2 separate regions of the Ovis aries genome follow, and region 2 is linked to region 1. Evidence: chromatin contacts called from public Hi-C data. All regions are on one chromosome and are shown on one strand. The core of a region is the stretch at or near the end of the contact, and the rest is flanking DNA. Distances in the headings are between cores, read along the strand shown.

Region 1 (6,350 bases), core at 1,417-3,916:
AGAACATATCTCAGTTTGGACAGGCCATATTTGAATTACTCAGCAGCCACATGTGGTTCATGGTATCTTTGTCTCCTATAAACACTGAAGGTATTTATGGTGATAAAGAGGGCAATCAGAGCTAACAGTAGAGGGGTTCAATTATCTGCCAAGAGAATCAAGATTCATGAGAATCTTAAGAGTGTTTTGTGGTTCGCAGAGGGTGACATCTTACATACTACTCTCTACAACAAACCCACATACTATAAAATATAGGACAGAAATAAAGATAAATGCTGTACTGACTCACTATATCCTTACCTGTTTTAGACATTAAATATGTATATGTATAGGCCATGTTATATACACATTATATATGTATATGTATAGGTCACGTGTTGCTGCTTGCTATGCCCCCAGGCACATATATATTATGTATATATAGACATATATGTATGTATGTTCTTTTAATGTTCACAGAACCCATATGAGTTTGGTACCATTATTATCCTCCTTTTACAAATGAGGACATTGAGGCTCAGGGAGGTCAAGAAACTGTAGGGGATGGAGCAGGGATTCAGACTCAGGCAAACTGACCTGGAGGTGGTAGATGAGGCAAATGCATCTCTGTTTTTGTAGCACTCAGCACATTCACACCCCACATCAGAAGAGCTCCCATCGAAATTCCTGAGAGGATGTCTTGAGGTGGTCTCTGGTCCAAGTTCCTGCCTTTCCAGGCATAGTATCCTCACTCTCCATGGCAACTTCCTCACTGGTCCTGCCTCACAATAGGACTTCCCGTCTCCAGTCCTACCTCGAGAGAGGTCTCTCCAAACTCCAGTTCCAGTTTAAATCCCTCTCGCACAGTTGCTTCTTTTATCTCAGGATGAAATTCCAACCCACCATGGCACGGTCTGCTTCCTTTTGCAGCCTCTCAGTATGTTGTTCCCTCCAGGGCTGGGCCTTCAGACACGCACTTCAGTGCCAACTGTCCCTGCTCAGGGGCACCTGCTTCGCCAACCCCCGCCAAGTCCTATCCATTATTCCTTCCAGAAGTGGGGGGAGGCTTTTCTAAGCTCCCTCCCAAACACACAATACACCCAAGTCCCCCAAATGTAAAATATCTCCTAACACTGCCCTCATATCCAATGTAGAATAAGTTAACAAGAAAAATGAGGAAAATATTAACATTGGTGATGGGTCTACTTGTCTAATTTTAAAAATGAGATGAGAGCTTTTTGAAGAAGAGGCTGTATCTGTGTTGCTTCTTGCTATACCCGCAGGCACATACTCCCTGCCTGATTAAAAATGAGGTTACGTGAATGACAGTATGCCTGTTTGGGATCCTGCCCAAGAGCTGGTTTTCCACATTTTTGGAGCAGAGAGTAAAAGGGACGTGTGATTTAGGCATAAAAGGAAATTGTATGTTTTAGTGATGCCTCTCACAGACCTGAATAAATGTTGTCGGTTTTAGGAATTCAAACACTCTTAACTTGTTCTGAGCTTAAAATGACTCAGACAAAGCTTTCCTCTGCCTCATGTGGTTTTTCCCTCTCCTTCAGGCTCTCAGTGGCCAGGGCCTGTCAACCTTTGGGTTGTTCCCAGTCCCTGTTCCTCCAGTTCCTTTTCTGGGGTCATTGTCACTTTCTGATTTGTCGTTCTATATGACTATTTTGGTTCTTCTGTTCCTAAGGACAAAAAGTATTATTGAACATAGTCAGCCCTCCATGTTGACCAACTGCAGATCAAAAATACTCAAAAAGGAACATTTCCTGAAAGTTCCAGAAAACAAAACTTGAGTTTGCTGTGTGCCAGCAGCTATGAACATAGCATTTATGTTGTATTAGGTATTATAAGTAATCTAGAGCTGACTTAAAATATATATGGGAAGATATACATAGATTATATGCGAATACTGCATCATTTAATATAAAAGACTTGAGCATCCATGGATTTTGGTATCCAAGAAGTGGTGGTGGTCCTGGAACCAATTTCCTGTAGATATCAAGGGACCGCTATACCAGATTACTACAGAAACTGCCTCCCGAATCCTCCGCCTTCCCTTCCCAACTTAGCAGCTAACTGCTCCCTGAGGAATATTGCTGAGGTCCTATTTGGTGACCTCTCTTCATAATCTCAAAGCATAAGAACCTGTACGCATACTCTTTCTTCTGGGAGGTGGGATCTTGGTTATTTTAGAATTTGCGCACTCACTCGCCCATTATACTCCAGTTTAGGGAAAGGTCCCCATGTTGGAGCTTGAGTCCCAGAGTGGCTGTTGTTAACTGTTCTTTCTACTGACTGTCACTTTTTCCTATTAAGTATTATTTATGCAGCCTGGCTACTTGCATTCCCTTTAGATGAAGAGGGAGATCTTCCACTGAAAAGGTGGCTTTTAGATTTTGCTGTGTTTGTGGCATTCAGGAGGGTGCCGCAGATGTGCTCTGCTGTGGTATCTTCTGCATGTCTAATTTGCTGTCACATGGGTGCCCACCACCCAGGAGATATTACGTAAGATGTTTTGTTAGAGCTTGGGAGGGACCTGGGCAGTTCTCCGGGCAGTTACCTCAGTTTACTCCAGTGTCCTGTCTTATCCCTTCTGGCCTCCTCCTCTTATCCCCCTCTGTTACCCCTGCCTCGGCTGTGAAATCATCTCAGTGCGTGGTGGAACAGTGACAGCTGGTGGGGCCTTCTTGCATGCTTTGCTTTTTTGTTTTTTTTCTACTAGCAGCCTGAATTTGTTATGCAGGCTGGATCTCAGCAGGCTGGGTGCTAAAAGAACAGCCGCTGCCAGCTCAGTCACCAAGTTCTGTGGCCTCTTCCTTTACCACTCTTGTCAGCCCCCATCTCTCTGTCCCTCTCCGTCTCCCCTGCTCCATCAGCCCTGGCTGCAGTGGTCATCAGAGCCCCTTGACCATCCCTCCCGTGGCCTCTTACATCCCTGTGTGAGCTCTCTGCCTTCCTGCTTAAGGACCACTTAAGGTCACTCCTCCTCTGGGGCCAATTTGGAGGCCCTCATTCCTTCTTTTCTCAAATTTTTGATGTTCACTCATTTATTTGACTGTGCCAGGTCTCAGTTGCAGCACGAAGGATCCTTAGTTGGCATGCGAACTCTTATTTGCAGCACTTAGGATCTAGTTCCTTGACCAGGGATTGAACCTGGGCCTCCTGCATTGGGAGCACAGAGTCTTAGCCCCTGGACCACCATGGAAGTCTAATGATTCCTTCTTTGCTACATCTTCTCCCACTTTCCCCCAGATCCCCTGTGACCTGGCCGGAGCAGCCATCCTGGGCATCTTGGCATGCCAGTCCTCCCATCCGGAATACCTGCCCTCTCTCTCCTTTGTGTCTCTGAGGTCCAGTCTATCCTTAAAAGACCCATTTATACTTTGTCTCCTCAAGGAGGCTTCCCTGATTTCATCTGATGGCACTAGTGTTCTGTTGCCTGGGGCACCCCAGGCATACTGCCCTGCCTCCGCTTTTTGGCATTTTGAGTATTTAGGTATTTTTGTCTTCCCTGGTTGGAGTTTTCGTTTCAAGAGAAAGGCTATGTCTTAGTTTTCTTTATATTCTCTGTGCCTGATATATGCTTATTACATGTCTGTTTTAAGTATCATTAGGTGAACAAAGCAAATTATACAACAGTACAGACCAGCCCTCCCCAGCTGGGGCTCTGCTGCTGCTGCTAAGTCGCTTCAGTCGTGTCCGACTCTATGCGACCCCATAGACGGCAGCCCACCAGGCTCCGCCGTCCCTGCGATTCTCCAGGCAAGAACATTAGAGTGGGTTGCCATTTCCTTCTCCAATGCATGAAAGTGAAAAGTGAAAGTGAAGTCGCTCAGTAAGTGTCCGACTCTTTGTGACCCCATGGACTGCAGCCTACCAGGCTCCTCCATCCATGGGATTTTCCAGGCAAGAGTATTGGAGTGGGTTGCCATTGCCTTCTCCAGCTGGGGCTCTATAAGAGGATTAAGCCTGAATGCTCTAAGGCCACCATGATAGTGGGTTGACCAAAAAGTTCATTTGGAATTTCCCATAATATCTTACAGAAAAGCCCAAACGAACTTTTTGGCCAACCCCAATATATTATGAATTAACTTCTCTCCCATGCTTCTGGAGTGATTTGAGTTATAGACCATTGCGAAAATTAAAATAGACACCCAATCCTATTATGTAGCATGGAGAGCTCTGCTCAATGTTGTGTGGCAGGCTGAATGGGAGAGGAGTTTAAGGGAGAATGAATACATGTGTATGTGTGACCGAGTCCCTTTGCTATTCACCTGAATCTATCGAAACATTGTTAATCGGCTGTACTCCAATATAAAATTAAAAGTTAAATAAAAAGAGGAAATAGACACATAAATACTTTTCTGTAGGGCTTACCTCTAGTGGAACCCAGCCTGAAGATGTCTAGTATAAGTAATATGATCCCAATCCTGATAAAACAGACATATTCCAAGAGGAAAGACAGATGCAATATAGAGCATAGTGTTAGGGGTGGACATCACTGTGTCGTAGTGTAACAACCAGTGTGTGATTTCAACATGTTCTTTCTGAAGTTTTCAACTTTGTGGTAACAGAGTTTTAAAAAAAAGTTTTTTGAATAAGCTATATTGAAGGTCCTAAACCTGGCTGTGCCTTACTATAAGGCAATGGAGAGTTCAGTTCAGTCGCTCAGTCATGTCCCACTCTTTGCGACCCCATGGACTACAGCACACCAGGCTTCCCTGTCCATCACCAACTCCTGGAGCTTACTCAAACTCATGCTCATCGAGTCGGTGATGCCATCCAACCATCTCATCCTCTGTCGTCCCCTTCTCCTCCCTTTAATCTTTGCCAGCATCTATTCCAATGAGTCAGTTCTTCGCATCAGGTGGTCAAAGTATTAGAGCTTCAGCTTAATGGAGAGTTAGGGCTTTGTTTTTAAATATAGGTTCACTGTGAGAACTATATTTAAAAACAAAATCCAGAGTCTGCATTGGCTTATAGTAAGGCACAGCCAGGGTTAGGAACTCCAGTTTGGCTTATTCACAACCCACTCCAGTATTCTTGCCTGGAGAATCCCCATGGACAGAGGAGCCTGGTGGACTACAGTCCACAGCGTTGCACAGAGTCAGACGCAACTGAAGCGACTTAGTACACACGCACCTATAGTGAACCAATCCACCAGTAGTGGATCACTGAACTGACCCTTCAGCAATGTCCCTGGAGAGCCAGGCCTCTGAGTGAGGATGACCAGCTGTCAGACCTCTGAACTTGGGTGTTGCCACTACGCACTTTGTAAATGAAGGGCCGTGTCTAGCAGGCATGACTCACCATAAGAGAAACTAGCACAGTAATGGGTACTTACAGAATACTTTCAAAAGCAAATCTAGAGGTGTTTTTTCTTAACAGCTAAGAGTGAACATTAGTTGCTGTTCAGTCGCTAAGTTGTGTCTGACTCTTCATGACCTCATGGACTATAGCACGCCAGGCTCCTCTGTCCTTCAGTACTTCCCGAAGTTTGTTCAGATTCATGTCCATTCAGTTGGTGATGCTATCTAACCATCTTATCCTTTACCACCCCTTTCTCCTTTTGCCTTCAGTCTTTCCCATCATCAGGGTCTTTTTCAATGAGTCATCTCTTCAAATCAGATGGCCGAAGTATTGGAGCTTCAGCTTCAGTCCTTCCAGTGAATATTCAGGGTTGATTTCCTTTAGGACTGAACATACCCTGGGGTTATTCAAATTAAGTCTGAGACAAGAATTTCAATGCTTGTTCTTTCTCATCAGCTGTTGCTTCAACCAGCTCTGTTTTTTTATTTTCTCTCTGAAGTTTGACCTTACTTGACCTCGCACAGAATTTTATCCATATGGTAGGTGCTGAAACCAGTAGATTGGATGAGGAACAGGGTAATTACTTAGTCTCTAAGTATCTCCCATCAAGTTACTTACTAACTACAAAGGGAAGATAGTAACTTGGTAGTGGATAAACTTGCCTTACGCAACTTTGAGCAACTGATTTAACATCAACGGTATTGGGACAAAGCAATGTCAGGGCTTTCCTGAGAAAACACACCAGGATGGACCAGTATCACTTCTGGGAAATTCCTGCCTGAAATGTGTACCTTGAATCTAATCATGAAGAAATGGGCAGATCTCCACTGAGGGACATTCTTCAAAACAACAAGGCTGTACTTTTCAAAAAATGCCAAGGTCATGAAAGATAAAGGAACTGTTTCTGATTAAAGGAGGTTAAAAAGATATGACAGCTGAATGTCACATGCGGTTCTGGATGTGTGTTCCTGTTTTTGCTCTGAGGCCATTATTGGGACTGCTAAAGAGATTTGTCTGACGTCTTCAGAGTAGAGAATAGTATTAAAACAATAATA
Region 2 (6,350 bases), core at 2,824-5,323, 210 kb before region 1:
CAGTTGGTAAAGAAACCAAGTAGAGAATTAGAGGTGAATGAAGCTGGGTTTTACAAATATAGAAAAAAGCAGAAGAGTGGGTTTTTTTAATATAGATTATCTTATAGTATTTTGAACATGTTTATTTAAGCCAGTGAAAACTTAGTATCTGCTGGGTCTTGCTGTTACTAAGTTGCTTCAGTCGTGTCCAACTCTGTGCGACCCCAGAGATGGCAGCCCGCCAGGCTCCCCTGTCCCTGGGATTCTCCAGGCAAGAACACTGGAGTGGATTGCCATTTCCTTATCCAAAGCATGAAGGTGAAAAGTGAAAGTGAAGTTGCTCAGTCCTGTCTGACTCTTAGCAACCCCTCAGATGCTGTTAATTGTTAGGAACACAGACAAGACACAGTTTCTACCCTGATAAGTGCATTAAAAAAAATATATTGAGCGATTTTGTGGGGAGAGGTCGGGTGCTGAGCCACAAGGCTTGTGAGATCTTAGTTCCCTGACCAGGGGTCAAAGCCAGGCCCTCGGCAGTGAGAGCACTGAGTCCTAATCACTAGACTGGCAGGAAATTCCCAAGCAGTATATGATTTTGATGAATGTGTTCCAAAAGAGGTTGATAGTTTTGATGGGAGGGGATGCTCACCCCTATACTAAGGCTGAAGTTGATAGTTTTGAACCTAGAGGTCACATTACTCACTTTCTTAATCATCTAAATGCTTGGGGCCACACCTCCTGAATGTGACTTACTCTGGGAGTGGCTGATTAAAGAGTATCCCAGAGTGATCTTGGTTAATCTGAGAAATCAAGATCCACCTACTTATCACCAGCATGATAGCTGTAAGAAGAAACTGAATATACATTTACCCATAAAAATGTTCATCTTCATTTATCCATAATTCTCCTGCTGTGAACCTTTCTGGTAAAAGCCATGTGCCTAAAGCTATTTATCACAGTGTGACTTAAAGTAATAAAAAAAAATTGGAGTCAGCTCAGATGTCCAACTATTAGAAGGTGGTTAAGTCACTTACAAAAACATCCTCTCAGGAATATCATGCTGCAATTAAAAGTGAAGTAAGCCAGAAAGAAAAACACCAATACAGTATACTAACACATATATATGGAATTTGGGAAGATGGCAATGACGACCCTGTATGCAAGACAGGGAAAGAGACACAGATGTGTATAACGGACTTTTGGACTCAGAGGGAGAGGGAGAGGGTGGGATGATTTGGGAGAATGACATTCTAACATGTATACTATGATGTAAGAATTGAATCGCCAGTCTATGTCTGACGCAGGATGCAGCATGCTTGGGGCTGGTGCATGGGGATGACCCAGAGAGATGTTATGGGGAGGGAAGTGGGAGGGGGGTTAAAAAAAAAAAAAAATGATGGCAAGGGACTTCCATGTGGTCCAGTGGTTAAGAATCTGCCTTGCAGTACAGGGGATGTGGGTTCAATCCCTGGTTGGGGCACTAAGATCCCATGTGCCATAAAGCAAGTAAGCCTGCACACTGCAACGGAGGATCCTGTGTGCCGCCGCTAAGTGACCCGATACAGCCAGATAAATAAATAAAATAAAAATGATGGTGAGACACAAGGTATAGGGCAACATGCAGAAATGCTCGCAAGATGACACTAAATTAGCAGAGTGGTACAGAGTAAATCCACACCTGAAATTGTAATGATCTAAAACTTAATAAACCAAAGGACCAGAAAAGAATATATAAAAGTGGTCATGGTGATAACATGATATAATTGTGGGTGATTTTTTCCCCCCTTTGGCTCCACCTTTTAGGTTTCATACAATAGTTGTTTGGTTTTCATTACTTTAGAAATTAGATTAAGGTGGGGGAAAATCCATAGCAGAGAGTAGGTTGTCCTAGAGATTGACTTTTTTAAAAAAATATATTTATTTATTTTAATTTGTTTCTTTGGCTGCCTCAGCATGTGGGATCTCGTTTTCCTATCCAGGATCAAACCCAGGGCCTCTGTATTAGGAGTGTGGGGCCTTAGCCACTGGACCGCTAGGGAAGTCTCTAGAGATTGATTTTTTGGTCAGATTGCAGGCTTGGAGGAGTGGGGAAAGGAATTGCTAAATCCCATTACGGAAAGGGTGTCTGTAATTGACTTACTGTGCTCAATTGCCCTCTTCCACTCCAGGAATTGAGGAAGCTCAGATGGGAAAACGAGGATACCTGACACCCTCCAGTGCTCAAGAACACCTCATAGCTCTTTGGAAAAATGAAGGTGCTGTGCCAGGCTAAAGAAACAGCCCACTGACTTCCTGGACTCCTTTACCCTGCCTTTTTATGTTTTCAAAATTGTGATTCTTGTAGATCTCTCCTGAAACTGAGCCATAGATTTGGGGCAGGCTTCAGGGTACATTATCATTGATGATTTACAGTGTGGGAAATGTCTTTATTCCTTGAACCATGAACTTGATGATTACTGTAACTGAGCCTGATCATTAAATGATAGCTGTGGTGGGCATTGCTTAATACAGTTTGACATGTGTCTTGAAGGTGCAGTGTAACTCACCTTATTTTTTTTTAATGTATTTTATTTGCTTATTTATTTTCATTATTGTTATTTTTTTTCACTGCACCACGTGGCATGTGGGATTTTGGTTCCCTGACCAGGGATGGACCGTGCACCCCTTGCAGTGGAAGTGCAGAGTCTTAACCACTGGACCGCCAGGCAATTCCTTCATTAGTTTTTATGGAGACACGTGATCTTATTCTCCGTATTGTCCTATATTCTGGGCTTTTTGTAAAAATTTTTGTGGTCATCCTTCCATGCTCTTAATGTATAGGTTTAAATGATCTTTTTGATTTATTTCAAACACAGGGTTCTTTCTGAATTACCTTTTTTTGGGACTGGAAGATGTTGGCATGGAGTCCAGGTTCAACCCCAGTATGTTCTTTCTGGATTTCTTGGTGGTACCACCCTCAAGGTAATACCCTTTCATTGGCTTTATTTCACCTGAAAAAGGTTTATGGAATAATTGAATAATGACCTCTGGGAGAGAAAGGAAGGGTCAAAGGTGCTGAAAAATAGAGCAGCAGTTCCACTCCCAGCTGGCAGGTGGTGGGACTATTTTCCTCTTCATTTTTCCTGAGTGCAGGAGGAATGTGGGTTTCCTTTGGAGCTGGGGGCATGTGAGTAGGGATGGATAAGAGGCTGAGGGAAGTGTTCACTGATTCCACATGTCCTCCTGCAGGTATCGCCCTGTCAACCGCCTTGGGGACCAGATGTTCACCAACGGGCAGACGGTGAACTTGCAGGCTGTCATGAAGGACGTGGTTCTGATCCGAAAACTTCTGGCACTGATGGCCCAAGAACAGGAGCTGCCAAGTGAGGTGGCAGCACCCACCACAGAAGAGGTCAAGAGCTGATATCATAGTTCTAGCTTCCTACGCTGTGGGTGCTGAATGCTGTGGGTCCTGGGAGATACTGGTTGGCAATTCTGTATGGTTGTGTGTGCGCCATGGGTTTGGCAGGACTGGGCAATGTCTGGGGGAAAGTGTGGGTCTGAGCATGACCCCAATGACTGTGCCCAGTGACCTTGATTGAGTTGCTTTGGTTTCTTGTTCCCATCTCCACAATAAAATGAGTGATCTGTGGGGAGGTTTTACCCGTGATTGTGGTCTGGGCTACCTGCTCTCACTGGCAGTTCTAGAAAGAACAGTCTGTGGTCCTCAGGCTCTGAGCCTGGCCCTACTGGGCTCTGGTACCAGAGACCCGTGCCACCTAGGTCTGATTTTGGCTCATGAAGATCTCTAGCATCAGGGTCAGGAAGTCAGTGTTGGCATTTGGAGGAGTTTCCTGGAATGGGAGTGTCAGATTTGGGGCTCAGTTTTCTCCCCAATAAATGGTGGAGCTGAATTCCATTTTCCTGTTTCAGCAGACGTTTCCTGAATCCCTTTTAGTATGCTAGGTCTACAGTGCGTATAAAGATGAGTCAGGCACTCAGGAAGTTTGTTGAGATTGCTGACATCCTTCCCAGCTTTAAGACGCTTTCTAAATGCAAATAGGAAGGACTGTCTCAGCCTTAAGTAGACCAGACAGGCTCCCAGGCTCCCTTCCCTGAGTAGGACCGGCCCATCACCAGGTGGCGCCACAGTCTGTCAGGGACACCCGTGTGTGGGTTACTCAGCCTTTCTGCTTGGATTTCTTTGGTTTTGCTTAAGTTTTCTGATCTGCCTGTGTAAATGTGCTTTTTAAAAAAGTGCTCAATATTAGAGATATCTGCCGTCTGCAGGTTCTGGTCTAGTTTCAGAGAGATGGCCATAGGATTGCCACGTCCAGTGACCAGAGCTAAGGATTTTATGTTGATGTCTCTTGAAAGTAGGGTAGCCTTTGTCCAAGAAAAAAGCTAAATCTCGGCAGAAATGAGCAGCATCCTCTCAGATTCCTAAGGTCATTGCTGCCTGAAGTCACAGTGCCCTCTTTTCCATCTGATCAATAGCAAGGGTTCTTTCTTCCCATACTTGCACAGTGGCCCTCTCATGAATCATGAATGCCTGGGTGTGACTAGGCGTACACCATTCCAGGCACTGAGGATACACCAGTGAGACTGGTCTCACCCATTTCACAAGTAGGTTTGTGGCCCTGAGTCAGCTGATACCTTCAGAAGTGAGTTAGTCTGACAGGGGTGCTGTCATCATACAGGGGTCCCTGGGAGGCTCCTTCAGCCAAAATAGAAACCACACCTGTCTTCTCTATAACTGAGAAGTCTTCTGTTCCTCAGGATTGAGGACAGGCCCACTTTATCACCAGAGGGTTGCATGACATGCTCACTTACTGGATCCCCCTTCATCAGTGCTGACAGGTTTCTTCTCTCATTGGGTCGAGGGACCATTTGTCTCTCTCCTGTGTCGTACATACCCAGCCCAAGGGGCCCAGTCCAGGTGGCCAGACAGTCGGTCAGTTGGTGGTGCTCTAGGGCAGCTTACCGCCTCATATGTTGTCGATGCACACAGACAAGATTGATTTATGAGCACTTGGGCCACAAATCTGTCAAGTTCAAAAGACTTAAAGGCCAACTTCAGAGTTCATCATTTGTCAAAGCTCAAGTGAAAGAAAAGCGGAACCAGGCCTGGCCTTCTTGAGGGCTTTCCATCACGCCCGTTTTCCTTGGTTGTGTCTTGGCAGGAAAAAGATTCTTCGATGACTATGGACCGATCCTTTCTGAGTCAGCTTCCAGGCCAGTCCCTCACAGACAGACTTTACAACATTTGGATTCGCCTTCAGAGCCACGTTAATATTGTGTTTGATAGCGAGATGGACAAATTAATGATGGAAAAGTACCCCGGTATTAGACAGGTGAGCAGTTGGATCCCCATTGCTAGCCGAAGGGGTTAAATAATAAACATGTTTGTCTTAAGGAAGAAAATAGTAACCATACTTGTTTTTTTTTTCCTTGACAGTGATTGTTTTATTTTAACCAATTGGCACTACTATAGTTTTGGTTTACTTTTTATTTTATTATTTTTTAGTGTAAAATATGAAAGATTTATTTCAGCTGTATAAAATAACTGAAAGAGGAATAAAAGAAGATATTAATAAAAGATGGCCCTAACTGAAGAAGTGAATGAAACTAAAATTGCAGACCAAAAAACCCAAACATAATAAATATGTGCATAGTATTGGGTTGGCCAAAAAGTTTGGGTTTATCCATCCTTTCTCGCCAACCCGTTACCATTATACAAGCTTGTGAATAATAGAAGTATCATCTTTCATACTCATGCTCAATTGCTAAGTTGTGCCCACAATTAAATATGGCATATATATGTTCTAGAGCTTCCCTGGTGGCTCAGTGGTAAAGAACCCACATGCCAGTGCAGGAGATGTGGGTTCAACCCTTGGGTTGGAAAGATCTCCTGGAGGAGAAAATGGCAACCCACTCCAGAATTCTTGGCTGGAGAATCCCATGGACAGAGGAGGCTGGTGGGCTACAGTCCATTGGGTCACAAAAGAGTTGGACATGACTTAGCAACGAAAAAACAGCAACATATATTTTCTAACAACTTAATAATTTTAAGTCTTGATTTTTAAATTTTTTTAATGATTGCTGTGGACTTTTCCCCCATAAAGATCCTGGAGAAGAAGGATGGTTTGTTCCGAAAGCACATGATGGGGAAGCGCGTAGACTACGCAGCCCGCTCGGTCATCTGCCCGGACATGTACATCAACACCAACGAAATTGGAATTCCCATGGTGTGTGCTGTTAGGTGGCAGATGGGAGTGGCGAGAAAGGCTGGGGAGAAGGCTTGGGATCATGGTGGCTTGGGTGAAGACAGCATCTGCCTCTCCCCATATTGAGTCTTTAGAAGGGGACCCTGAGGCCATGGCGTTGCCCTC

The links. A called contact is a pair of places that touch in the nucleus more often than the background predicts.
Region 2: a Hi-C map of mixed tissues shows a contact between it and region 1, with 3 times the contacts expected there. The contact joins two enhancer-like sites. A contact is called at or near these places in 4 of 16 Hi-C or Micro-C datasets (hypothalamus, mixed tissues, skin fibroblasts and 1 more).

Annotation. Positions count from the first base shown.
Region 1 is chr3:57,788,072-57,794,421 of ARS-UI_Ramb_v3.0, reverse strand. It overlaps a transcript of ST3GAL5 not described here. Among named protein-coding and RNA genes, the nearest start is that of ST3GAL5, 19 kb to the right of the region's middle. Within about 2 kb of position 2,666, at least 8 of the 54 cell types and tissues checked have an H3K27ac peak or open chromatin away from gene starts, as enhancers often do.
Region 2 is chr3:57,997,869-58,004,218 of ARS-UI_Ramb_v3.0, reverse strand. POLR1A (RNA polymerase I subunit A) reads left to right here. Exons shown (of 33, transcript XM_060412103.1): 7 at 2,148-2,234; 8 at 2,835-2,940; 9 at 3,208-3,370; 10 at 5,142-5,312; 11 at 6,084-6,206. Among named protein-coding and RNA genes, the nearest start is that of POLR1A, 21 kb to the left of the region's middle. Within about 2 kb of position 4,073, at least 8 of the 54 cell types and tissues checked have an H3K27ac peak or open chromatin away from gene starts, as enhancers often do.